3 separate regions of the Mus musculus genome follow, and regions 1 and 2 are each linked to region 3. The links are chromatin contacts, called in public Hi-C and HiChIP or PLAC-seq maps. All regions are on one chromosome and are shown on one strand. Each heading gives the region's core, a stretch centred on a gene start, on an enhancer-like site or on the middle of the called end of the contact. The rest is flanking DNA. Distances are from core to core; before and after follow the strand shown. Region 1 overlaps Gm34649 (a long non-coding RNA gene). Region 2 has its middle 6.1 kb from the start of Gm38137. Region 3 overlaps Raph1 (Ras association (RalGDS/AF-6) and pleckstrin homology domains 1).

Region 1 (2,835 bases), core at 162-2,661, 400 kb after region 3:
TTGAAGATCCTGCAGGAACAACCTGAATGGGCAGGTGCATTCTTTGGAGTCAAGTAACCCTAAAGTTCTGCATCATCAAGGACATGGATGGACCATAGGCATGATCAGGGCACCCAACTTAGCTGAGGATACAACTGTCTTCTGTTATAGCATTCTTGAGTCATGTGGTCAAAGGTCTCTATCTTTGGAGAGGAAGTGAGTTCCTTAAGATGAGAATGGTCTGGTAAGAAGGGGCACCAGAGTATAACTTATATGGGTGACATGTTATCTAAAACACTCTGGGATAAGGGAATGCCTTAGTGGTCGAGAGCATGTACTGTTCTTGTAGAAGACCCATGTTCAGAAACCTAGATCTGATGACTCACAACCACCCACAACTCCAGCTACAAGGGGTCTAACACCCTCTTCTGACCTCTAGTGGCATCCACACTTACACATGCACATAATTTTAAAACAAAAATAGCAAATCTAAAATACTGGATACCATGATGCATGAGATCTGGAGTCACGAACTGTGTGGTGGGCCATCTCTGTCTCACTTACCCCGGGTCTCAGCTTATTCCTTTTCTTTTTGCTCATCTTGACTTAACCCTTTAAATGCCTGGGTGACCTTATCTTTGTCGCCTAGAGCGGCTCATCCTGTTGGCAGAGGTCCCCATCCCTTCTCATCTCTTAGCTTTGCTTGACAAACACCAGTTACTCCATCTTGTCCTTTTCAGAACTGGCATTGGCTTAAGACACAGAGTGTATTGTATGCCACCTGTCCAGAGAGATGTGACCTGTGCTCTCCTGCTCAGGAGTTATTAACTAGGGCTCTCCAGTGTCTCTTTTCTAATGGGAATCCCTCCAACCTGTTAAGACAAACCAACAGGGTTTGGAAAACTTCCTTCAGTGGGAGGGGTAACAAACATACTTATTGGAAAAGTGAAAAGAAAGCTTGTGTTTGAGCTCCTCTGCAGATTGTGTTTGGAAAGGGGAAATGAGAGAGAAGCAAGCATGGGGTTTTTCCCCTTTGGTATTGCTCCCTTGCTTTATCTCCCTGTTCCAACTCCTTTGCTTCCAATTTCTCTACCTCTTGCTACAGTTCTAAGAGTGGTCAGGAAACAAGGTACCATTTCTACACACCCGGACATGGGTGATTCTCTCTCTCTGCTGTGGCACAAGGCAAAGAGCTGCTTTCTTGGGTAGGAGGGGCTGGGTGAGGGCACACATCCCCTTTGGAAGATTTCCAGGATCTTAATTAGAAAAAGAAGATTTTCAGCCTAGAAGGTAGTAACCAGATTTGATCTTCAAATGATGGCAATTAACTGACTTTTCTTTAGTTTTTTCAAAACAGGATATTGCTGGTCAGGTGTGCAGCTCTTGTGGTATCGCTAGGTGTTCTCCCTAATGCACTGAGGGCATGAGCTATAGGCTCACACTCAAGCAATAGCTGAGTCTTCTTGCCTCTGATTGGGTTTCCTATGCTATGTGGTCCATATGATGGCCTGAAAACTAATGTAGCCTCAGCAATGGACTGCAGATAGAGAATTTGCTACCACTAAACAAATCCCAGAGAAAATTGTACTCAGATCCACAAATGGTACCTTCTGACTTATGGAGCTTCTCTTGAGTTTTGAAATTCAGTTCCTCTTCTCTCTTTCACTTCCCACTACAAAGTGCTGACTTAGCTTCAAAATTTCTTTTTGGTGATCTTTTTACCCTACTTGGAACTTCTATAGAGATTTTTCTTTTTTTTCCCCCTTCCTGTTATTTTCATTTTTGAGCATTTATGGGGTATTTGATGTGAATGCCAATGGGCCCAGACCATAGGTTTAATCTTCATTGTGGGGCTCTTTAAGATTGCCAGCAGAGAATTCTGTGGTTTGTAAAATTCCAGTTGGTAAGAAAGTTTCTTCCCCTACTTTGTTTCTATTGTGGCCTTTTCCTCTCCTCAATCTTCTGTGTTTGTGAATATTAAGGGTATGGAAGTAGCTTATTACTGCCAAACCCTGTGGCCCCTGCTTTCTAGAAAAACCACAGAACTGTAGTGCCATTCTCAATAGCCTCTCTCCCTTTGCAGAATCTCCCCCCCCCCCCTTGACATGAAAGTCTCTGAGCCTGTATGTTACCTTTTAACTTTTCTCTATTTCACTTGTAAATGTCAAGATCTACGGTTTGAGTTTCACGGTAAAGGAGGCGACCATCGCTGGCTCTCATGTATCTGCCTTCTTCTTCAGCTTAAAGAACAGGTTCAGCAAGGAGGCCTGTCCCTTCTCCTGCTCTACCCTCATCTCCACCAGCACCTTGGCCATTAGCATTTGTCAAGGATAGATTCATTGGTGTTTGTGTGGGTCACGTGAATCTGTCTTTTGTTGGCTTAGATCCAGAAGTCTATTGATGAAAGACCTTGGTAGCTAATTTTATCTGTTCACTGGTCCACACGATGCCCAGATACTTGATAATGCCACCAATTATTTCCTCATCCTCAGGCTAATCTCAATCTAAACTAGAAGCATATAGCGACTCCCCTGGGGCTCTGTTGGCTATCAGCAGACCTTTAGACTTTGCCAGCCTCTATAGTTGCACGAGCCAATTTTTCTTTCTTTAGATGCCCCAACTCTTTTTCTCTGCTCCTTTTTTGGAGACCTCTAACATGTTAGGCTCTTTTAGGTTGGAGAAATGGCTCTGTTAGTTAAGTGTTTTTCATGCAAGACTGAGAACCATCAGAGTTAAGAGCTCCAGAACCCTTGCAAAGGCCAAGTGGGTGTGGCAGCTTGCCTTTAATTTCAGCATAAGGGAGGCAGGTGCTGGAGTTCCCTGGAGCAAGCTGTCTACTCAGATTATCTGAAATAG
Region 2 (2,798 bases), core at 225-2,724, 320 kb after region 3:
TGGCAATGCCTGCAATTTCAGCTTCAACAGGAGGAATCACTTTCTCCTGGATTCTGTACACACACGCGCGCGCACACACACACACACACACACACACACACACACACACACACACACACACACACTTTAAAAGAAAGAATGAGAGGAATAAGATAGGAGACAAAGAAGCCAACCAAGAGTATATGTGCAGAATTCTCCTGGGGAACTCTGGGAACCAGTGTGGACACCTCTCCCACCCCCAACTGTCACCACTATGAGCCAGTTCTCACCTGCTTCTGCAGGAGCCATTGGTTGATGACGTCAGGTGTCATAGATGTAGGTACAGTGGACTCTGGTGGCCACAGAAGTACTTTAGGTGGAAAGATGCTGGTTATGGGGAGTGATATGCCAGGGAAGCTGTATTGAATGAGCATTCGGAAAACCTTGATAGATAGTTTTGGCATATGGTTTACAGCATGAGAACAAGAGCACACACTGACAAGCAATTCTCCTTTTCTACCATCCTTCTCTGTCTTCTACTGTTGTTGTTTCTTACATATTCTGTCAAAGATGGTATAATAGAGTGTGCAATCATGTGTGTGTGTGTTTTATAGAGATAGGTATTAAAGGTATGCTATTTGTGTGTGTGTGTGTTTGTATATATATATATATATATATATATATATATATATATGATATGGTTAGCATATAAAGTGTATATTCAGTGTATGTATATCTACATGTATATATATCCATGTCTATGCATTTGTAGACATACCCATATGTATACATAATCATTTATTTTGCTCTTCTATGAGTGTATAATCGGAAGCTTTTTGTATTGTTGTATATAACTTTGTCTCAGCCTTAACTTGTTTCACAAAGTTCAACTTTATAGACACACCACAATTTAACACATTCTTTAGTAATTTTTTTTTCCTCTGAGACAAACTGTCATGTTGCCCAGGCTGGCCTCAGAGTCTTTTTGTAGCCAAGCATGAGCTTGGTTCCCTGATCCTCCTGTCTTTATTTTCCCATTGTTGAATTATAGATAAATACCACCACATCCCAGAAACATGTTCCTTCAAATATTATTTTCTGAGGTTTTCTTTTTTTTTAAGATTTATTTTTATTTTCTATGCATAAGTGCTGGCATATGCTTGGGTACCACGTGTGTGCCAGTTACCTCAAGAGGCCGGAAGAGGGCGTTGAATCCCTTGGAACAGAAGTTATAGATAGTTGTGTGCTGCCTTGTGGGTTCTGCTCCCAGCACCTGGGTAGCTTGTCAGTGTATGCCCTTGTTCTTTTGTTATAAACCATAGCCGATAATACCTATCAACATGTTCGAAAGGATGCTCATGCAATACAGCTTCCCTGGAAGGAGGGTGGAGTAGTAAGATAGTGAGATTTTGCTGAAGAAGCTTGCTCTGGAGCTGACGTGATCCTGGGTGTGGACACGCCAGGAAGTCGTTGGCAGGGTAGAGTAGAGGTGAAGGTCAAGGAGGAAGAGGAAGTCAGCTGAGCTGTGGGGTGGAGGATCGATCACCCCCACAACACAAAGGCATCTGTCTGTTTATCTCCTCCCCGTGTTCATTTAACTCTGACCTGGGTTAAGAAGTCCACTGTCTTCCCCTGGATGTATCAGGGAGCTGGAGAGAACACTTCCATGTCTCTCCCTCCTGGGAATAACAGACTCTTCACACTTGAGCTAGCTGATGAAGCTCATCTATCAACATGGTTGCCCCAGGGGACAGGAAATGGTGTCTCCATGTTTTAGAATTGCATCTGTGGCAGAAGCGCAGGCTGGGAGGTTTACTCAGCTCTTTAGCTCCGAATAAATTTCAATTAGTCTGATGGCTAAGTCCTCTGTTTCCTGACATGTCAACCCTACTCTGGTACTGCACCCCTTCCATGACAAAACCAGTAGATACAATAAACACGGGGGCTGATGCGGTGAGCTGATAGGATCTGTGTATCCCAGTAGGCATTTGGGATAAAATCAGACAGGAGCCTTTTCTCTCAAAGACTCCAAGAAGCGTTCCACAAAAGCCACAGCAGCTCGCCGACTTCTCCAGTCCCTCAGCTTCTTCTCTTCCTACCATCTGGTTTTCTGTACACCAGATAAATGTGTCTCTCATCCTCAATTTTCAAGGAACTCTTCCAGAATCTCTTCTCCTCTCCTGGAAACCAGGGGAGCTTATATCACTTTAGACAACTTAAAGTCATGTAGCTACCGCTGCCTTCAGGGGCTATGGGAGAAAACATTTTCCTCCTGGACACAATGTTACTCCAATAAATCAAGGCTATGTTGGTAAAGAAAAAGAAGAAAATGGATATATCTTAGGTAACTGAAAATCTTTAAAGAAAAAGTCCTAGATACTTTGGGTTTTTTTAAAACTATTTTTTTATTGTGGTACAATATGACATAAATGTTATTCTTTTAGCCATTTTATGTGCAGCGTTCATTGACATTAAATACGTTAACAGTGTGAGTAACGGTCACCACTACTGCTTGAAGAACCTCTGTTGCAAATGGTACCTCTGTGCCTATTATACAACAGTGTCCAGTTTCCTTTCTCTCAGATACTCTTCACTTCTATTCCTGCCTCTATGAATTTATCACCTTCTACCAGGACCAGGACACCCGCTACATTTCCCATGTCTACTTTATTTTACCACATCTAGAGTTTGCTAATTCTACTCTTGTTGAAGTACACATCAAAACTTCATTCCTTTTATCGCAGGAATTTGCATTCTGATACACGGACCAAAAAAAAAAAAAAAAAGCATCAAAAAAATGTCCTCGGTTGCTAGACACT
Region 3 (3,176 bases), core at 245-2,744:
GACCAGTGGTTCTCAACCTTCCTAATGCAGAGACCTTTAATACAGTTCCTCACATTGTGGTGACCCCCAACCACAGAATTATTTCTTTGCTACTTCATACCTTTAATTTTGCTACCATTCTGAATTAAAAAGTAAATATCTGATATGCAGCATATCTAATATGCAACCCAGACGGTGGTTAAGAACCATTGAGTTAGACATTTATCCTGTAAGACAATGTTCTAGCTGTGATATATATCAAAAGTACCTGGGGGTATATGTTGTTTATTTGTTTCAAGATTTGTTTTATTTTCATTTACATGTATATCTGTGTCTGCACAAGTTTATTCATATGTGAGGACTACTTGGAGGCTAAAAGAGGTAGTCAAATTTCCCTGGAGCTGAAGTTATGGATGGCTGTGAGCTGCTTGATGCGGATGCTAGGAACTGAACTCAGTTCCTCTGGAAGAGGATTAAGTGTTCATAACTATGAAACTGTTTCTCTAGCCACCTAAAAGTCAGTATATGTAAGCTCCTCAAAGCTTGAACCCCCTGCCAACCCCCACAACTACCACAGAAAACAAAACAAAGCAACGCCCCCTAAGATCAGGCCACAGTATCTCTCCAATCGGAGATCCCCTGGTAAGCTCTACCCTCAAGAAGCCCTATATAAAGCCTGCCTCCTGTTCAGTTCTCTGCTGCTTTTCACCTGGGCAGAGGCATCCATCTTCTTGTGTCTTTCCCAATAAATCTCTTGTGTGAGGTTTGTTGTGCAGTGTGACTTTGTGGTATTCCTTAGCTCCTGACTGCTAAGATAACTTTTCCCACAACACACTTACAGTATATAAATGACTTGTCTATGACCTACTAAAAACTAATGTCAAGGAGGTAAGAAATTTTAAAGTCCCTCCGGGTATTATATCCTCTAAAGTTTGACAATTAAAATATAAATGACTGTTGGCTTCAGATACTTTTAAGAAATCAAGTGATGCATTTTTATGTAGCTGTGATTAGGTTAAAGGCAGCACAAACTAGAATAATATTGTAGTATACTATAAAGAAATTAGGTATCATTGGGTTAAAAAAATAACATACCTAAGTATTTTCTTCTATTACAACGTAAATGTTTACTCCTTCAGACAATTTTTGTTCATTTTCAGTTATTTTCTATTAGCTTTCTTATTAAAAAGTGACTTGTTGAAATGAAACACCTCCTATACTGCTGTAATATAAGTAATTCTAAAGTAATTCTAAATAGAATGTGAAGACTTCCACATTCAAGGAGTGCCTCCAACTAAGCAAGATACAACTGTTACAAAGTAAAAAACGCATGCACATACACACCCATGCACAACCATGCCAGAGAGAGAGAGAGAGAGAGAGAGAGAGAGAGAGAGAGAGAGAGAGAGAGAGAATATTACATTTAGCAAAGCACAAAAAGATGAAAGGCCCCAAAATGAAGGAAATAGGAAACCACACAGTATAAAGTGGATGGAGAATGAGATGACAAGAGGCTGTTGACTCATAGAACAGGCTAGAGTCTGCTATGTTTATGTGGTTCCTCTCCTAAGCTACATTGTATTCTTTTAATACGGGACATTTAGTTTCGCTGTGATCTAAATCCTGAAACTTGTAAACTGCTTAAATGAAAAATGGGAATTTAATAGCCTTAGAAATATAAAGATTGTTTTAATTTTTTTCTTTCCTTAGATGTTTTCTTTTAAATGTTCTGGGCTAGAGATATATCTCAACGGTTAAAAGCACTTGTTGCTCTTGCAGAGTACCCAAGTTTAATTCTTAGCACCCATTTTGGAGACTGCAACTATCAATAATGCTCCAGTTCCAGGGGCTCCAACACCCTCTTGTGACCTCCAACAGACACCAAGTACAATCACAGTGCACAAACATATATAGAGGCAAAACACTAATACACATATTTAAAAGTAAATAATAAAAAATTTTGAAATTTATGTTCCACACATTCACTAAGTTTTGTGAGAGCAATTCTATGCATCTGTTCTTAGTTCTTATTACATTCTTACTTTACTATTTATTGTATGTAAGTGAATGTGCAATGGTGCATATGTGGAGGATAAGAGGACCATACTGATATAAACACTCTTTCTTATCACAGAATGCCAAGTAGTTAATATAGATGAAATGACAGGAAAAGAAATCATGATTTTCTAGTTATCATAAGCAAACACTGAGGGTTTTTTGTTTTGTTTTGTTTTTGTTGTTTATTTGAGACAGGGTTTCTCTGAGTAGGCGTGGCTGTCCTGGAATTTGCTCTGACCAGGCTATCCTCCAACTTGAGATTGGCCTGCCTCTGCCTCTCAAGCACTGCCATTAAAGGTGTGTGCCACCACCGCCCAGCAGCACTGAATTTTTAAAGAAATGAAAGTAACTTATTGTTTTAATCAAGGAAGGGAATCATCAACACACTAGAGCTAGAGAACGGAAATTTAATAAGACTACGTATTCTCAGAGTACTTCTCCACATGGGAAGACACTGCCTTAACCAAGTGATCACTGTATCACAATGTTGAGGCAAGCCAACATTACATGAGTCAGAAGTCACTATTCTATAGTATTCCTGTCAAAAAGTAGTCAAACCACTGAAACTTTTAAAAAACTAACTGGCGTATAACTTTCAAAATCATAAAGGCTGAGGAATTGTAAGAGGAACGAACACACAGCTAAATGTGATGTTGGATTTTAGGTAGGAACCTAGATCTACATAAAATAGACAAAGGTTAAATATAAAGGACAACATTAGGATGAGAGATAAAATTTACTATCTATTGTGAACAAAATCACAGTAATGAATCCATGTCATATTTTCTGATCTTGATTATAGGAGTGCTTAAACAAAGAACTAAAGAATCCTATCCTAAAGCGAATGGGAACTCATGAGGTCAGCAAGTCTCGGCACAGTAAAGAAAGAGACTGCCTACAAAACTGGGAGGAAATCTTTGCTAGTTATACAACTAACAGGATATCTAGAGTATACAGATAACTAAAGGAAGACAAAAACAAAAACTAAACATGAAATCAACGTATTTGACAATGGGCTAAATTAAATGAAAGGATAGTTCTCAAAAATGAAATAGAAATGGTCAAAAAAATGTATGAAAGAATGTTCATCTCAGATTAAGCAAATTAAACCAGTCTTTCAGAAAGACAAATATCATCTC

The links. HiChIP or PLAC-seq counts read pairs in DNA pulled down with a chosen protein or histone mark. A called contact is a pair of places that touch in the nucleus more often than the background predicts.
Region 1: a contact with region 3 is called in a CTCF HiChIP or PLAC-seq map of CD8 T cells, with 8 read pairs. The contact joins two enhancer-like sites. A contact is called at or near these places in 1 of 39 promoter capture datasets (the C10 cell line), 3 of 15 datasets of contacts at CTCF or cohesin (CD8 T cells, large pre-B cells and pro-B cells), 39 of 484 Hi-C or Micro-C datasets (B cells, the C10 cell line, CD4 T cells and 23 more), 4 of 115 datasets of contacts at active chromatin or transcription factors (bone marrow-derived dendritic cells, effector CD8 T cells, large pre-B cells and 1 more) and 1 of 9 other capture datasets (adipose tissue).
Region 2: a Hi-C map of regulatory T cells shows a contact between it and region 3, with 8 times the contacts expected there. The contact joins two enhancer-like sites. A contact is called at or near these places in 1 of 39 promoter capture datasets (the C10 cell line), 7 of 15 datasets of contacts at CTCF or cohesin (the NIH/3T3 cell line, embryonic stem cells, large pre-B cells and 2 more), 157 of 484 Hi-C or Micro-C datasets (the 3T3-L1 cell line, the 63-12 cell line, the AML12 cell line and 71 more), 34 of 115 datasets of contacts at active chromatin or transcription factors (Th2 cells, a beta-TC-6 cell line, bone marrow-derived dendritic cells and 19 more) and 5 of 9 other capture datasets (adipose tissue, bone marrow-derived macrophages, embryonic stem cells and 2 more).

Annotation. Positions count from the first base shown.
Region 1 is chr1:60,939,815-60,942,649 of GRCm38.p6, forward strand. The region is part of intron 9 of Gm34649 (a long non-coding RNA gene); the gene reads left to right. Among named protein-coding and RNA genes, the nearest start is that of Gm34649, 20 kb to the left of the region's middle. Within about 2 kb of position 1,412, at least 58 of the 459 cell types and tissues checked have an H3K27ac peak or open chromatin away from gene starts, as enhancers often do. A contact at or near this core is called in CD8 T cells, Th1 cells, Th17 cells and 4 more, where this site is marked.
Region 2 is chr1:60,856,332-60,859,129 of GRCm38.p6, forward strand. No RefSeq gene overlaps it. Among named protein-coding and RNA genes, the nearest start is that of Gm38137, 6.1 kb to the right of the region's middle. Within about 2 kb of position 1,475, at least 18 of the 459 cell types and tissues checked have an H3K27ac peak or open chromatin away from gene starts, as enhancers often do. A contact at or near this core is called in memory CD8 T cells and regulatory T cells, where this site is marked.
Region 3 is chr1:60,538,012-60,541,187 of GRCm38.p6, forward strand. The region is part of intron 1 of Raph1 (Ras association (RalGDS/AF-6) and pleckstrin homology domains 1); the gene reads right to left. Among named protein-coding and RNA genes, the nearest start is that of Raph1, 27 kb to the right of the region's middle. Within about 2 kb of position 1,495, at least 24 of the 459 cell types and tissues checked have an H3K27ac peak or open chromatin away from gene starts, as enhancers often do. A contact at or near this core is called in CD8 T cells, Th1 cells, Th17 cells and 5 more, where this site is marked.